Linked DNA regions of Oryctolagus cuniculus: region 2 is linked to region 1. The links are chromatin contacts, called in public Hi-C maps. All regions are on one chromosome and are shown on one strand. The core of a region is the stretch at or near the end of the contact, and the rest is flanking DNA. Distances in the headings are between cores, read along the strand shown. Region 1 holds the start of WBP4 (WW domain binding protein 4). Region 2 holds the start of MTRF1 (mitochondrial translation release factor 1).

Region 1 (5,556 bases), core at 798-3,297:
TGCATCAAATATTTTTAGAGTGGGAAACATACAAGAAAAACTAACATTATGTTGTTTTTATGTTTTAAAGGTTTCCCACTTTTATTTTTCTTCGTATATGACAATATTACAAACATCATCATCATGTGTTTCATAAAGATGGATAAGATTATCTGCTTCAAACAGAAATAATTTGGCTTTACAATCAAGTTTAGATTAATGAAAAGAATGCTCATAACTTTCACACGGGATGATAAGACAACAAAAATCTTTTGATATCTTTAGGAATCAAGAACAATGAATAGGAAAGTGCTTCGTAAACTCTAAACTTTGATCAAAAGCAACATTTCACATATATACAATATTACTCAAATCTCTTGAGGGTGAAATTATCATACAGGCCTATTGTCTGCTATCCAGCACTTGCAGTAATCACAGAACTTCTTTGGTTGTGACTTCCAGTAGTCTGCCCTGCAAAAGGAAAAACAAGTCGTAGCTGATTTGAAATTTAAAAAGGTCAAATTCTGCAAGCTTTATGTCTCTTTAGAGTATCCTATATAAGCCCTGCAACTGAATCTTGTGATACAATTTTCCGTTTTATTATTTATCTAGATGAAGTAGTCAACTGAAATTCTGTTCACAGTACACTAGAAAATGCATGCACTGGATTTAAAACTCCTTCAATAATAAAAAAGCTTTAAAACTTAAATTCCAGGTTTGTTACTATCATCGGTATGAGTAAACAGGAACATCTTGGAGAAAAAAAATATTTATCCTAAAACTACTAGTCGAACAGTACTCTCTATTTTGTGCGGTTGTGTGGGTGCAGTCTGTTAATGTTTGCTTAGTATATGCTAAGTTGATCTTCTGTATATAAAGGTAAGTGAAATGAAACTTGATGAAGAGTGGGATGGGAGAGGGAGTGGGAGATGGGAGGGCTGCCGGTGGGAGGGAGGTTGGGGGGGAAGCCACAACAATGCAAAAGTTGCACTTTGTAAATTCACATTTATTAAGTAAAAAAAATATTTATCCTTTCTGTTCCTCTCTTTTTTTTGGGGGGAGGGGGTGGGTCGCTGTAAGGGAGGCCTGCAGAAACTCTCTATATAGAGTCTGCCTCAAATCCAGTTGTTTCCATCTTAAGGACTAAGCATGAAACTACCCTGGAGAAGGCTCCGACACTGCCAGTTAATACATTTTGTTCTCGCGCCTCAGGGCCAGAGAGCTGGAAAAGCCAAGGTCCCTAAGGAGGCAGACAAGAAGTCCTGACGCTAGGAAGGCCGGCCGCTTCCAGAGGGCGGCGGAGGCAAAGCTTCACGACATGCTAGGGTTCAAGTGCCCCCCAAAGGGCGGCCGCGACCCCCGCCGCCGCAGCCGGACGCCCCAAGGCGTCGCACCCCCAGCGGCCTCGCGGCCCACAGTCCGGGCCGCACGCCCCCTGGGCAGCACGGCTACCCCGCCCCGAGCAGCAGCCCCGCAGGTCTGGGGCCGGTCCCGAGCGAGTTAAGAGCGCGCTGTCACGCCCCCGGCCGAAGGGCGGGAGAGGGCGGCGGCGGCGGGGCGGGGGAGCCCCGCGGGAGACAGGGCCTCCCAGAGAAACAACGCCCCGTTGTTCAGGGCCTGAGAGCCAACTCACATGACTGCGCCCGCCGCTCCGCGCGTCGCCCCAGCTCCGACTCACACTCGCGCTCTTCCAGGCGGGGGCGAGTCGGGCCCCGGCCCGCCGCGAGGCCCACCCGAGCTTCCCTCCCGGCTAGGACACCTCCCTTCTCTCCCGGGACCGGCGTTCCACGGTTCCCAACTACGGGTGCCCGCACGACTCAATCCGCGATCGAAGTCGCCTGCTCTTCCCCTCCCCCTACAGGGGCGGTACTCCCGGCTCCGGAGAGGTGGGGTCTGTATAAAGGGGCTGAGGTCACCCAGAAGGGGCGAAAGCGCGACGGGACCTGAGCCGAAGGACAGGCCTCTCAAGCCTCAGGTCCCCGAGCCACCCCGCTTTCTTTCGCTCCTCCTCTGAGACCCAGACTCTCCACCCTCCTTCTAGGCTCGCTGGCTCGTGGCCAAGGAGCTCGCGCCTCGCCTCCGCCCCGCACGCAAACAGCTGTTCCCAGAGACGTCGCCGCCCTCAACTTGGCCAACTAGCCCGCACGCACTTTGACCAGCGGAGCAACCCGGACTTGCGGGCTAGGGGCTGTTGGCAGAGTTAGGAAAGAAAGGTGAAACCGCTGGTAGTGGGACCGCGAGTGGCTTGGGCTTCGTTCGCCTTAGAACTTTCCCGTGGCGGCAGAAAGCCCCGCCCCTCCCCCGCGACGCCCGCGCGCTCCGGGCGGCTCGTTCCTGCGCGTGGGCAGCGGCTGCCGCGGCGCGAGTGGCGCAGAGGCGGCGGCGGCGGCGGCGGCGGCAGCGACGGCGGCCGTGAGCGTAGAGGCAGCGGCGGCGCTTACGCTTGTCAGGTGGGTTACGGTGGTTCCCTCATCAGCACTTCCCATATGGTCTAGCGGTTAGGATTCCTGGTTTTCACCCAGGCGGCCCGGGTTCGACTCCCGGTATGGGAATGTAGAATTTTTTTTTTTCCCTTTGGTTTTTCTTTTGAGAAGCTGTTTGGGAAACTGACTTATTTTACTTTGAATGGCTGTTTTCCTGTCCCGTGTGTAGATGAATTTGTGTTAGTTGCGCCGGGAGCTGAGCTACTACTCTGGGGGGCAGCGCGGGTCCTTGGAGGAACGAGTGCACTTGGGGTCCCTCTCCCGCCTCGGGCTCTTGAGGCTGCTAGATCCGAAGGGAGTTTCGCTTTCTCCGGGGCTGCTCCGCCGGCCCCGGGTCGCCGTATTTTTCCAGACGCCCGGGAGGTGATGATTAACCTCGGCCCCGCGTTATCTCCTCCCGGCGCCCCCTCGGCCCACACCCTGCTCGGCCGCCCCCTTCCGATCGGTCCCGGGACGCGCGGGGCGTGTTCGTCCCCTACCCCGGGAGTCCCCGAGCAGCCCGCGCCCTCGCTGGGAGCGCTCGGTGTCATCCGTGGGCTCCGTGTGGACGAGAGCCCCTCCCGACCACGGTGCGCCTCCCGCGGCTCCCGCGCACCGGGCACCCCCGCCGGCCGCGTGCGTGCCCGCGGCACCCCGTGCCGGGCCTGCCGAGTCCCTGGACTTGACACCGGGCGCTGGGCACAGGCTCAGAAGTGCCCCCGCCCCTAGAGAAGGCCTTGGGGGAAGGGAGGCTGTTCAATGTTTTTCCCTCTCCCCTTGAGAAACACTCGATGAGCTGCGGGGAAGGCAAATACCTCTGTGATGAGACGTCTTTAAGGAAGAAAATGGACTTTCCAAAGGGGCCAACGTTTTGAGCGCCGCTAATTAAAAAATCCTGGTGTGGAGGTGGGGCTTGCAAGAGAAAATTGGCCGGAGACTGGGGAGGGGATGTTACAACAAAGTTGCACTGTGTTTTTAAATATAGAAGCCCTGTGTTTATTACAAAGACTGGGCAGCTGTGTCAGCAGCGTGAGCCGTAAATGAAACAAAAGCGTTATCTTAAATGCAGTTGAAATTAGAAAAATAGGGTCAGCTATAATGTTTAGTCTGTCGGGCCCCTGGGGACAAATGAAGAAGGAAAAAGTGACTCTTGCGGATGGGCTTCTGAGCGGTGCCATTATTAAGAGCAGAAGTTTCAGTGGTTAGTATGTGTTCCGACTGTTTTGTAGATTTAACTGCGTAATAGGTTTGAAGATCGTCCGTGAATGCGATTTGTGTAATGAGAAATTAATTACTATTTTAAATGCTGTTGATGCAAACATTCGAGCCCTTAACACGCCAGGCACTGCCATCTGCTTTTGAAGTTAACTGATGTTGGGTTCTTCACGTTAGTGGGTAGTGCATAGAATACTGGAAGGAATCATATCTTGAGACTGGTGATTAGCTGTGTGACCTTGTGCAGATCTTTCACCTTCTCTGCCCTCTGGCTTTAGGAAGAGCTACAATTCTTGATAAGGTATTACAGACCTCAGAGTGGCTAGAATCGTTGGGCAAATCATGGAAAGTAATGAAAGTGTAAAAGTTTCATTTCAATAAGGAGCAGCACTATGTTACTAGGAAGAACAAGTTACTGAAGTATTAGATTGAAAGGGAAGACGTCTCTGCCTTTATTGTCTCCACAGAGGTCTTAACTTTTGACCTTGTGTTTTGTAATCACCTAGTATTATACTGTCCCAAATGGTGCTAAAATGGGTGCTATATTAAACTCTGCATCCAGTAATTACAAATGGTGGTAGGGTATGGGTAAACTGATCATCTAATCGTTTACCAAGTAGAATATGGTAGGACAGTGTCTGCTAGTGGTTAGCGCTCCTGGAGTACAGAGATGATGGTTTTGCTCTGGACCTTGAAGAACTGGTTGGATTTCTCTTGTTGGGGAATGTGAATCACAAATCTGAAGTGGGGGGGGGGTACAAGTGCGGGAGGCTGGTGAGCATTCTGGTTTGGCAGGAGCACTGGGCGCCTGGAGGATCAGCTGGGGAAAGTAGGAAGGACTTTTAACTTGGTAAGTTTTGACTAGGTAACAGGGACCTTTTATATTACTAGGGTTTTAAAAACACTTTTTTCCCTGTTTGAAAAACCCAAGTATAGAAGATGTGAAAAAATGTTGTTTTAAAAGACTCAAACAATGTAGAAATATATTCTGTGCCCATAGATTTTATGTTTAGGAGTTAAATGTTCACTTTTAATGAATAGAATGGAGAAAAACAGTTAGTTAATTGGAATTCAGTTTATAAGAATGAGGTCTAGGTTTAAATTATGAGAATGATCTGTAACTGTATTCTTACTGGCTTCTTTTACTGAAAATTTTGTTATATTGTAATACAGTGCTGCTCATTACTCTCAGTAAGATATACTTGTGTTCCTAACATGGGGGAAGACTAGGTCATAAATTTGTGAGGATTCAAACACACACACACACACACACACTTTCGCCTTGTCACCAAAACAACATTGGAAGTCATGTTTTTGGTGCTTTCTTGGACCACGGAGTAGTGATTAGTCGAATTAAATATATTTACCTTTTTAATATTTGCTAGGTGTAATCAGAGATATGTGAAAACTCAGTAAATGTTAGTAGAGATGAACACCTGTGTTAATTTAAATGATTGTGGTATTTTGAGCTAAAATCTATACTTTACCAAGGTCCTTGAGGCTCAATGTTATGTGGGCCTCTTCTTGCTTCATCTCCTACCCATTCTGTTTATTATACTTTAGGGACACTGGCTTCCTTTTGTGCACTTTGAATATGCCAGGCTTACTCCTGTTTTAGAGTTTTATTCCTTGCTGTTTCATCTACCTGTTCTATTCCCCTTCCAACTTTTAACATCTCGAGTCTTTACTGACCACCCAAGCTGAAAACTCTGTCTTTGGTTACTTTCTGGTTATTTTACCCAATTTTTTCATTTCCTTACTCTCTGAAATTACCCTGTTTGTTTTTATTTCTTGTCATGTTATATTAGAATGTAAGTTCCATGAAGATAAGGATATTCTACAAGGATACCTCAAAAGAGTTTGTAGAAAAATGGAATTTTAATGGAAATGTAAGTTTATT
Region 2 (4,925 bases), core at 387-2,886, 140 kb before region 1:
ACTTTAAAGTACATATATGAATCATGTATTTCTTAAATGGAACAGATCTCTGTATTTTCTAACCATGCACTTTCACTTAATGATAGGCTGTGGACGTCTTTGCATATTAATAAATACAGATATACTACATTATTTTCTTTCTTTAAAAATCTGGAGGAGGAAATAATATGTATAACACCAAGCATAAATTTCTTCAGAAAATTTTTTCAAATTGAGGAATAGCACACATAAAGTACATAAAGTTTCATATATATCTCAATAAATTTTTACAAATGTGTTTTAATCTGCTCAGGCTAAAATAACAAAATACTTTAGATTGGGAGGCTTAAACAACAGGAATTTATTACTTACAGCTTTTGAGGCTGGTGGGTCAAAGGTTATGGTCCTGGCAAGGTACTAATCCTATGGGTCAGCCCTATGCTTATGACCTCATTTAACCTTTTTTTTTTTTTTAAGATCTATTTATTTGAAAAATCAGAGCTAGAGAGAGAGAGAGAGAAACCCTTTATCTGCTTGTTCACTATTCAGATGGCAGCAATGGCCAGGCCTGAGTCAGGCTGAAGACAGGAACCAGCAGCTTCATCTGAATTTCACACATGGGTGGCAGGGGACCAAGTATTCGGGCCATCTTCTGCTGCTTTCTCAGGCACATTAGCAGGGATCTAGATCAGAAGAGGAGCCTGCGGCACCAGCATCCCATATAAACACCGGTTTGTGTCCCGACTGCTCCTCTTCCTATCCAGCTCTTTGCTTATGGCCTGGGAAAGCAATGGAAGATTGCCCAAGTGCTTGAGCTCCTGCACCACGTGGGAGACCCAGAAGAATCTCCTGGCTCCAAATTGGCTTAGCTCTGGCCGTTGCAGCCATTTGGCGAGTGAACCAGTGGATGGAAGACCTCTCTCTGTCTCTCCCTCTCTCTGTCTCTGTAACTCTGTCTCTCAAATAAATAAATTAATTAAAAAAGAAAAAAGAAGGCCGGCGCCGTGGCTCAATAGGCTAATCCTCCACCTTGCGGCGCCGGCACACCGGGTTCTAGTCCCGGTTGGGGCGCCGGATTCTGTCCCGGTTGCCCCTCTTCCAGGCCAGCTCTCTGCTATGGCCAGGGAGTGCAGTGGAGGATGGTCCAGGTGCTTGGGCCCTGCACCCCATGGGAGACCAGGAAAAGCACCTGGCTCCTGGCTCCTGCCAGGATCAGCGCGGTGCGCCGGCTGCAGCGGCGGCCATTGGAGGGTGAACCAACGGCAAAGGAAGACCTTTCTCTCTGTCTCTCTCTCTCACTGTCCACTCTGCCTGTCAAAAAAAAAAAAAAAAAAAGAAAAAAGAAATGGAGCATCTGGGACTTGAACTGGCACCTATGTGGGATGCTGGCACCACAGGTGGCAGCTTAACCCATTACACCACAATGCCAGTGGTTAAACTTATTTTTAATTCTAGACAAACTTTTTGAAGTAGCCTCCTACATGGACTCTTTGGAATTGTTCCCTTCTGGAACAGGGGTTCCATGTGATCAAAGATTTTTGTCTTTTCTGTTCAATGCCAAATCCTCATACCTTGAGCACTCAATAGCACATAACTGGTGTTTCATATGACAGTGAATGAATAATTGAAAGTTTTCTTTTCTTCTTTTAAGGGGAGGGACCACTGCAGCAAGCTCAAGAGCCATAGATCACCGAGATAGATTGCCTGGCTTGCATCTGTGCTCCAGTACTTACTAAGTCTTCTACTTTGGACAAATTACTTAAGTTCTCCATGCCTTTTTCTCCTCTCCTCTGCAAAAGTAAGCATTTAGGGGGAGGGGTTGAGGGCATGAGAATTAAATGAATTACTAGAATTAAGTAATTGGAACCGGTGCTATGGCACAGTGGGTAAAGCTACTACCTGCAGTGTCAGCATCCTGTATGGGTGCCGGTTCTAGTTTCAGCTGTTCCTATTCTGATCCAGCTCTCTGCTATGGCCTGGGAAAGCAGTAGAAGATGGCCCAAGTGTATGGGTCCCTGCACTTGCACAGGAGACCCAGAAGAAGCTCCTGGCCTTGGATTGGCCCAGCTCTGACCCTTGTGGCCATTTGGGGAGTGGACCAGTGAATGGTAGCTCTCTCTCTCTCTCTCTCTCGCTCTCTCTCTGCTTCTGCCTCGCTGTGACTCTGCCTTTCAAATCAATGAAATAAATTTTAAAAATTAAGTAATTTAGAATATTATCTACTACAAAGCAGATAGCCGATACCTTGACTAGGTAATACTCATAAATGTTAGGTATTATTTCGTGTTTATGGCTAATTCTCCTATTAAGTATATGATCATAACTTAAGAAAACACTTATTTGGGGCCGGCACCATGGCTTACTTGGTTAATCCTCTGCCTGCGGCGCCAGCATCCCATATGGGCACCAGGTTCTAGTCCCGGTTGCTCCTCTTCAAGTCCAGATCTCTGCTGTGACCTGGGAGTACAGTGGAGGATGGCCCAAGTGCTTGGGCCCCTGCTCCCGCATGGGAGACCAGGAGAAGCACCTGGCTCCTGGCTTTGGATCGGCGCAGCGCCAACTGTAGTGGCCATTTGGGTGAACCAACAGAAAAAAGAAGACCTTTCTCTCTGTCTCTCTCATTGTCTAACTCTGTCAAATAAAAATAAATAAATAAATAAAACTTGTTCAAGAAAATATTTTAAGTCAGTAATATGGGTTATACTTTTAAAGTTTTTGTTAGAGTTTTATTTTACTAACTCCATTCAGGTCTCCCATGTGGGTGTTGGGGGCCCAAGCACTTAAGCCATCATTTCCTGCCCCCCAAGATACATTAGCAGGAAACTGGATGGAAGCCTTAACCTCCCCTTGGGGTATTTTTGCCTTTGCTTTTTAGGCAGAAAGCAAAGAGAACAAATGACTTGTAAATGTGATAACCAATATTACACTGGAATATTCAAAGTAAGGCAATATATCTGCATTTTCCTGTGATTGAATGGCTTTTAAACTATTTAAACGGGGGCTTACAACCTATAAATTTCACATATGCATGCAATATTACCTATAGAACCACTAACTTATTTTTGCGTTCTATTATGGCCTTTATTTATTTTTAAGGATTTTATTTATTTATTTGAGAAGTAGTGTTACAGATAGAGAGAGGGAGAGACAGAGAGAAAAGTTTTCCATCAGCTGATTCTCTTCCCAAATGGCCAAGGAGCGGGGCTGGGCCCATCTGGAGCCAGGAGCTTACCCCAGGTCACCCACGTGGGTTCAGGGACCGCAGCACTTGGGCCCTCTTCTTCTGCTTTCCCAGGCCAGAGCAGAGAAAGTAAGTTGAGCAGCAGGGACAGGAACTGGTAGCCAAATGGCATGTCCTGCAGCAGACAGAGGATTAGCCTACTATGCCACAGCGCTAGCCCCTCCATACCGCTTTATAGTCTCTCTTGTTCATTAGTTTCTCAAGCAATGGAAGCTGAAACTACAAGCAGTTACCATAATCTCCTGAATTCTGGTATGATGGAAAGGGGGTTCTCATTTTTAAAAGCCGCTGCTTTAGGGGCTGGTAGTGGGTAAAGCCGCCACCTGCAGTGCCAGCACCCCATATAGGCACCATTTCGAGTCCTGGCTGCTTCTCTTCTGATCCAGCTCTCTGCTATGGCCTGGGAAAGCAGTACAAGATGGCCCTGCACCCATGTGGGAGACCTGGAAGAAGCTCCTGGCTTCAGATAAGCTCAGCTCTGGCCCTTGTGGCCACTTAGGGAGTGAACCAGTGAATGGAAGACCTCTCTCTCTGCCTCTGCCTCTGTAACTCTGCCTTTCAAATAAATAAATTAATTAAAAAAAAAAAAAAACACTGCTTTAGGGGTTCCTAATATAGAAAGGAAGTCTAGTAATTTTATCCATAATACTCGTGTGTTGTAAATCTTGATCTCTTAATCAGATCCAAGGAAATGCACCTTCTTAGTTTACCTGTGACTGTGAAAACCAAAACTCCACCTTTGGTTCAGGTGGGAGTGGCGATGAGGGTGCCTGTGGCAGGATAAACTACAACTCCCAGGATTCCTTGGTAAGAATTACAAGGAGTTGTGGTTTATTCCTTTCTAGGTCCCTCTGTCCCTCCCACCATCTCAACTCATACCCTGGGCTCCCGCTCTGGAAAATATGGCAGGTGGCAGTCTCACAAAAATTTCTTTCTCTCCTTATCATTTTTCTCATTTTAGCGCATCGCAATGGCACACCCGCAACTACTCAGGAGAAAGGTCGGGACGGGTGAGGAGCCGGAAGCAAGTGGTAATCCGGAAGTAGTGGATCAGGAAGTGACAGTGACCTAGAGCGTCTCGGGCTGCAATGTTTGGGTGCCACGGAAGGTTCCGACCTCAGTAAGGAAAGCTAACCTCCTTTCTTCTTTTTCTTAGGTACTTACAATTCTTTCCTGATCTGAAGAGGACTTTTTTTCTTTACCCATTTGCCCTCCACTGCCGTGTTGCTTCCTTGTGTAATCGCTCCATATATACTGAGTTATAGAATGAATTGCACGTGCGGCTGGTGCGCCGGCTTAGCGTCGCTTCAGACGTAGCCACGATGAGAATTGTTCCTAAAATATCAGGGTAATACTGGTACTGTGATGGATGATGGAAAGTTTTTGGTGTTCTCAGATATAGATAACTCTAGAGAATAAACGTCTTGTTTTGTTTCTAAATGTTGGTGTTCATGACCTTGAAAAGTTATACCGCTGTTCCCAAGATGGAAATCTTATCTAGAAGTATTGTAACAAAAATCAGTTTGCATCCCTTTGTTCTGTCAGCTCTCAAATGGATACACTTTCCATGATGAGCTTGAGTCTAATTGTAAAGAACAAAGAAACTTTTGCTGGTGCGTTAACATTTGTAGCTGCTGGGCTTTGATGCTTTCTTCCACAGACCGTTTGCAAATGTGATTCAGTATGTTTAATCTGTCAGTAGAAC

Evidence for each region. A called contact is a pair of places that touch in the nucleus more often than the background predicts.
Region 2: a Hi-C map of embryonic fibroblasts shows a contact between it and region 1, with 4 times the contacts expected there. The contact joins the promoter of MTRF1 here to the promoter of WBP4 in region 1. A contact is called at or near these places in 4 of 6 Hi-C or Micro-C datasets (embryonic fibroblasts, psoas muscle, skin fibroblasts and 1 more).

What each region holds. Positions count from the first base shown.
Region 1 is chr9:60,307,598-60,313,153 of mOryCun1.1, reverse strand. It overlaps WBP4 (WW domain binding protein 4), which reads right to left and starts at 2,047. Exons shown (of 10, transcript XM_008260030.4): 1 at 1,613-2,047; 2 at 378-450. The coding sequence starts at 1,614. It overlaps ELF1 (E74 like ETS transcription factor 1), which reads left to right and starts at 2,291. Exons shown (of 9, transcript XM_070048741.1): 1 at 2,291-2,429. TRNAE-UUC (transfer RNA glutamic acid (anticodon UUC)) reads left to right here and starts at 2,460; the gene lies at 2,460-2,531.
Region 2 is chr9:60,447,464-60,452,388 of mOryCun1.1, reverse strand. It overlaps MTRF1 (mitochondrial translation release factor 1), which reads left to right and starts at 1,636. Exons shown (of 11, transcript XM_017343503.3): 1 at 1,636-1,777; 2 at 4,182-4,340.